Regions from separate parts of the Zea mays genome. Here region 2 is linked to region 1. A link is a contact called in public Hi-C data. All regions are on one chromosome and are shown on one strand. The core of a region is the stretch at or near the end of the contact, and the rest is flanking DNA. Distances in the headings are between cores, read along the strand shown.

Region 1 (3,494 bases), core at 395-2,894:
TGCAACCCGTGTCTCCTAAAATGGCTTTCCTTGTATTCGCATGTGCAGTTCAGAGCTCCATCACAAAAGCAACCAAACAGGTAAACTTACTCGGCGTGTGCAGTTCAGACCTCCATCACAAAAGCAACCAAACAGGTACACTTACTCGGTCAACGGATGCCACGGATCTAGGCGCGTGCATGAAACCAAACACACGGGTAGTCGGAAACAATTTCAGAACCTTTTGGAGTAACTTTCTATATAGTTGCACCAGAGTCCCAACTGAAAATTAAATAACCAAGCAAATAACAATAGGTGCATTTTTCCTTCGAAAAAAATATTTAAATGTAAAAAAATTTAGCCCTCGATTGATTTCATTTTGGTCTGTAAAACTGATATGTCAACGAACCCGACTAAACAAAGCAAGCACGATAATAGACTCGGCACATGACAATGATCAACAATGCCAGTTGGGAAGAAACCGATCCACCAAACTCTCATCGGGCCCCATGTTTGGGAGTCAGAATGAACAGCTCCGACCATTTTGGTTCGCTTTTAAACAAGCATTTGTGGATCAAGAAACGGAACAATATCCGAGTGATGATGAATAAACAAACAGATGTAGCAAGTACATGAGAGGATGGTCCAAACGCACAATGCGACAAGAGAAGTAGAGGTTAACCTGGATCCTGCCCTTGTGCGGGAAGCGGGACACGGCGTGGCTCTCGGCGAGCGCGGCGACCTCGCGCCTCCGGCGGTGCGCCATCGCGGCGACGAGCTCCTCCATCGCGCGGCGGCCTCGCACCGTCCGGAAGACGAGGTGCGGCGGGCGGGGGCCGTTGATCGCGCTAGCGACCGACGGGCACTGGTACGGGTAGTGCGAGGCGTCGCGCATGGGCGCGGGCGACGGGGGTGCGGACTGCGAGAGCGAGAGCTCGGACCTGGCGACGTCGTCGAGCTCGTCCTCTGGCAGCGACGACGCCCCGCTGAGCTTCTTGACGATGCAGCCTACGCGGCCGCGCGGCGAGCCGGTGTCGGAGTCGGACGCCGAGGCTGAGGCCGAGGCCGCGGCCGAGACGCCAGGGTCGGCGGGGCGCGGCGTGGCGGGGCCGACGGCCTCGATCTCGCGCCAGCGCTGGATGAGCGACGAGGCCCGGGGCCCCGCTGGCGGGAGCTCGGCGGGCGCGGTGGCGGCTGCGGCTGCGGCCGTGGAGGAGGCGTCGGACGGCGCCGGGGACGGCTCCCGGAATACGGCGGCGCGCGCGGCGACGGGGCGCGCGGCGGACGCGAGCTCGGACAGCTCGGCATCCCTGGCGACGCGGCGCTGGTCGGCGGGGGCCGGCGCGGCGCTGTCCGTGACGGTGGTGGCCGCGGCCGCGGCCGTCCAGCGGTCCAGGATTTGGCGGCGGGTCCTGGGCGTGGGCTCGCTGGCGGCGGCGGGGGAGGAGGCCGAGCCGCCGGCTCCGGCGGCGTCGGGGGAGGAGATGAGGATGGTGACGAAGCCCCTGGGCGGGGTGAGGCGGGAGGGGTCCCTCCATGATGATGCGGACTCGTGTGGCATGGCGGCCACCGAAGAGGCCATGGCCGGAAATGGGGCGTGAGGCGTGGCGGGAGCCGGGGTGAGAGGTGAAGCCGAGCCCAGGGGAACGGCGGGCGGGCGGACGCGTGTTATTAAAATGACCGCGCGCCCTGCCTCGCTATTTTCGCGGCGGAGACAGCAGCAGAGAGGGCCAGAGGGGAAGGGGAGGAGAGGGAGGGAAACCGGAAACGGCAGGCGTGTGGATGGATTTTGATCAGGTGGCTCCGCTGGCGGCCGCATACGCCGGACGGAGTCGACGGACGCAGATCCGCCGAGATGTGTGTGTGCCGTTGCCCGTTTCGGGGTGTGGTAGTGTGGCCGTGTGAGTCGCGCTCGCGCGGGCAATGGACTGCCACGTGTTTTACAGTGCGATCTGGTCGCGTCCAGACCGATGGTTTTTTATTTTCTTTTTTAAAAGATAGGCGGATGATTTCTCTCGTCTCGCGCCCAGCTTCCGGCAACCGCCTGCCCCGGCCTCTGCTCGCGTCGCGGGGGGCAAGCCAACCATCGAGCAGGTCGCGTCGCGGCGGCAGGGTGCCGGGTTCGGGTGGGTCGTGGAGTACTGGAGTGGCTTCGATAGTTCGGTGTCGTGCGTCGAGCCCGGGGTACCCGTTTCGTTTGTGCACATGCGCGAGATACATAGGGCCTGTTTAGTTCAGCTTTTTTCTGACCAACTTTTCTGAAAATCTGGCTGTGGGGAGAATCTGGCTGTGGGAAGAATCTAAGTATCATTACGATTACGTGTCGAGGAAAATAAAGTTGTTCATAAGGCTCAGGATCTAGAAAGTGATGGATTCCTACTATTACAACGACTCAACCGATTATGTGTTTATATTGATTTTGGATGGTTTTTATCCCAACAAATTTTATAGAAGCTGACTGAAAAGCTGAGCGTTTGGCAGTCCGCAGCAGCTTTTGGTGGTCAGAAGCTGCCAGAAGCCAAAACAAACAGGGCCACAGCCGTGCCGTGTGCATGGGTTCTCGCTTTCGAGGAGAAATGAATGCCCAGCGGTCTCTAGAGTCGATGTCGCGGATATCCAGACCTGTCGTCTGAAAAGTTGATGGCGGCTTCAGCGGAGCGGCGACTCCCCACTCCCCAGTCCCAGAGGCCAAAGCAAGGATCTGATGAGTCGACATGGGTTCTCCCAAAAGCACCTGCGCCTGACGGCGTTTTGCTCCCATTTCCAGGCCCGTATACACCCTGCCCGTCTGCACTCTCGGTCAGGTCACCGCCTGTCCGGAGATGCAGCATGCGTGCCATGATTACCGAGACGTGCCGTCGCACGTATATAAGGGCGTACCCAACTAAGATTCACTCTTTTTTATACGTGGAGAGAAAATATTGAGAAAACAAGAATATAATAGCTAGTGATAATTAAATAGATAAAAGATTTCTAGTATTCTAAGAAACTGAGTATATTACGTGTAACATCATATACTTATGGTGAGATAAATTACTATTTTTATTTTTCTCTTAACTTTATATCAGCTAGCTATTTGAGATTCCTGACATGGCCCGAGAGTAAACGGATCCATTGACGAAAGATGGCGCTTTCCACTTCCCGTATTGTCCTGGCCGTGAGGAAAAGGATCCATTGCCGATGATGTCGGTATCCTACTTTCTTGAGATTCGGGATCGAGTAGTTCAGTGGTCGGAACTTTGGTCTCGTTTGATATGGCTCTGGCTACTTTAAAAATGACTTCGGCACTGGCTTCTCTTCAAGTAGCTTCTCTGTAGAAGTTAGTGTTTTTAACAAATCGTTTAGTAAAACGACTCCTCCTGACACGAGAACACGAGAGAAGAGAAGTGAGAGGGGGAGCCGCTATGACCCAATTTTTTTTGGCTCCGGCTTCTCTCTACAAAAATGGCTTCGCCTCCTCGGTGTTTTTATTGGAGCTCTTTTTTGAGACCATTTGGGAGGGCTCCTCCAAAAGC
Region 2 (3,494 bases), core at 681-3,180, 160 kb after region 1:
CAAGTGATAGAGCAATATAGGGATCAGAAGGACATACACATGGTTTTCATCAACTTGGAGAAGTCTTATGACAGAATACTAAGAAATGTTACGTGATGGACTTTGGACAAATATAAAGTTCCAACTAAACATGCTGGGTTCATTAAGGGCATGTACAACAATGTCGTGACTAGTGTTTGAACAAGTGATGGGACACAGATGACTTTCTTATTAAAATAGGACTACATCAAGAGTCAATTTTGAGGCCTCTTACCGTTTTGCCTTAGTGATGGATGAGGTCACAAGAGACATATAAGGGGATATCCCTTGGTATATACTTTTTGAGGACGATGTAGTGCTCATTGATGAAAGTCGGGCAGGATAATAGGAAACTAAACTTGTGGCATGAGACTCTAGAGTTCAAAAGTTTTAGATTCAATAGAAATAAAACAGAGTACGTGAGATGGGACTTCAACACTATACACAAGGAGATGTTAGTTTAAAAGGTCAAGAAATGCCCAAGGAGGATAACTTCCGTTATTTAGGATCAATGCTACGGAGAGATAGAGAGATAGGGGTATTGATTAGATGTTAGCCATAAAACAAAGCATGATGGAGGAAGTGGCACCAAACATTTGGCGTCTATGCAACCAGAGCATATCACGCAAACTAAAAGGAAACTTTTATATGACAGCAATTAGACCTGTTACATTGCATGGTGCAGGATATTAGGCTAAAAAGGCATCATGTTCAACGTTCAACAGATAATAAGTGTTGCGGAAATGTGTATATTATGTTGGATTTGTGGCTATATAAGAAGGGATCGAGTCCGAAATGATGATATACATGGGTACAGGTAGCACCAAATTGAAAAAAAAAGATTGTACAACATCAATTGAGATTGTTTGAATATATCCGATGTAGACCTCCAGAGACACCAATATATAGTGGGATACTAATACATGATAGTAATAGGAAGAGAGATAGGAGAAGACCGAAGTTAATATGGAAAGAGGAGACTAGAAAAGATGGAATATACTAAAGATCTAACTCTGAACAGAAATGAATAGAGAACAGCTATCGACGTGTATAAACCCTTAATTTGTGGCTTCAAACGATGATATACATGAGTACAGGTAGCACCAATTGAAAAAAAGTTTGTCCAACACCAATTGAGATTGTTTGGATATATCCGATGTAGACTTCTAACTTGGGCAAAGTCTTTGCTGTTGTTAAGATGCCATAAGCAAGTTAGCACTGTACCAATGTAGCGTTGCTCGTTGGCTAGCCTGGCGCGCTCAAGCATCTTGTCGAGGTCCTCCTTGAGCTTCTCGTCAAATTTTACCAGCTGGTTCACAAATACTGCACCGAGACCCATCCCCAACACATGCTCCCAAGGATCTATAACAATTTAGACACAATAAGCACGTGAGAATGAATCATCATATCTAAAAGGAGACTGGTACAAAGCACATACTGAAATCATGAATGGTAGGGTGGAATAGGGACCAAAGGGGTATCTCTTCGGCAGTATTGCCTCCTAAATCACGAAGAAATGGACTTCAACCCCAAAAAACAAGAACCATATCGCATCTAGGATCCCAAAGACCAAGGAAGGCGCCCAGACCAGACGAAACACCACGAGGGCAGGTGGAAATATCGCAGATCAGACGGAAATGGGGCGCCAGGACGACTCACGGAGCGCGGGACGCAATGCGTGATCAAGAAACGGAGAAATGAACAGGGGAATAGGAGAAAGGGAAGGGGAGAAAGGGATATACGGCGCATGTAGGGAAGCTTGCGGAGGGCGTTGGAGTACATCTGAGTGCCCAGTCCCAGGAGGGCGCCGATGATCGTCGGCGTCGCCGGCATCCTGCTGTTCTCCTGTCTCCTCGGGGCGAGGCTGCGGCGGTGGGGTGGACGACTGGACGGCAAGGTCGGGGAGAGTGCTGTGGGGACTTGTGAGTTGTGGCCGGAGAGGGACCTTCCTATCTGTTGGACTTCGTTGCTCTAGCCTGTGTGGGCCGCCAGTTGCGTAGGTCCAACGAGGGTGTGGTGCAGGCCGGAGAGCAAGAAGCCCATTGTGCTAAATACATGTTGCCCCAATTTGGCATTCGCAACTTCATTTGGTTTGCAATTTCCTCAGCATCGTTTTTAGTGTTCTTTTAAATAAACAGGGGCGTTGTGTTGTACTCCTTTACATCTAAATAAATATAAATATAAGATCTGTATCAGCCAAACTAACTAAAGTTTAACCAAAATTATATTGAATAGTGTTAATATTTATATCGTCAACTAAATTTATCATATTTGCTATTTAAAATATGATAGTTGTATAATTTAGATATAGAACATACTATCAAAAAAGGAAAATATTTTTTATACTAATCGCTTGTTTATTTTCTTTTTCCCAGAACTAGCTGACTAGCATATGACTCGTACTAACGCTATAATTCAACAACAGCAGAGAGAAAGGGTCGACAGCTACGGTGGTGACACGAGTGAGGGGACGCGGGGGTAGAGGGAGGGGAAGGCTGGGACTTCGAATGGGGGTAGTGGGGGATGAGGGATGAGAAATGATTTAAATAATATTGTACATTGGATTTGAGTGAACGAGATAAAAGAGTTATCTAGCGATTTGAATTATTGATTTTGATGTTGTGTTAAGTATAAGTGCAATTTGTCTAATGGATTTAATAAAAGTTATTGATGCGGGTGATTTGATTGGGTGGGTTTGTAAAATTTAAACTGGATCATAGTGGTATTCCGCATCCTCGGCAACCGGTACTTACGGCAATACTTCTTGCCGTCTCTCACTCTCTCTTGTTCCCGGCGAACTGGTGAGCTAGTGTGATTCACCGCGGTCGGTTATCTGAAACTTTATCTTGATTACTTACACACACTCATTATTATTTGTTGGTTTCTTCTCCGTGTGGTCGTCCATAAGCTAGCTCATCTGAAATTTTATCTTTAATTTGCAAGCAATCTAGTAACGAACTGCTGCAGCAGAAATCACACTTCTGCGCGCACTCAACTCATGCAAGAGGAACAAGTCTCAGTTACCAGCTGGCAGCAACACCATATACGTTTCAGCCTTTTAGTGCAGCCCTAGCAGCAAGAAATGCACTGTGCAAGGAACGTTGTTGAATTTTGTCAATTTATGCAGAGGCACACACAAAGTTTCTCCAACAACAAAAAAAATGCACTCTTCATATACTACTTGCAACAACACCTTAATTTGGTATCTTATCCAAGTATATGTGCACAATACCCTATATTATATTAGTATAATTCTGTCTTGCAAAGGATCTATATATATGTGTGTGTTATTTTAAAAATTCATTTTAACTCTTGTTTTTTATGTCTACAATCAAATAGACAATAATAAATCTAGACACATATATAAAATACATATATTAACGGTTGTACGAATGCATTAGCACATAATTTTAACTCGGATAGAGCGATGTTTTTTTTAAGAATCTGTTCTATTTTCTTGTGTCCCAAATGTTCAG

Evidence for each region. Hi-C and Micro-C count contacts between places; a contact is called where the count stands out from the background.
Region 2: a Hi-C map of leaf shows a contact between it and region 1, with 2.0 times the contacts expected there. The contact joins the promoter of LOC100276162 here to the promoter of LOC103647689 in region 1. A contact is called at or near these places in 8 of 25 Hi-C or Micro-C datasets (ear, endosperm, leaf and 2 more).

Annotation. Positions count from the first base shown.
Region 1 is chr2:207,372,110-207,375,603 of Zm-B73-REFERENCE-NAM-5.0, forward strand. LOC103647689 reads right to left here and starts at 1,645. Exons shown (of 8, transcript XM_020548570.2): 1 at 662-1,645. The coding sequence starts at 1,561.
Region 2 is chr2:207,532,525-207,536,018 of Zm-B73-REFERENCE-NAM-5.0, forward strand. It overlaps LOC100276162, which reads right to left and starts at 1,931. Exons shown (of 3, transcript NM_001360977.1): 1 at 1,761-1,931; 2 at 1,243-1,380. The coding sequence starts at 1,851.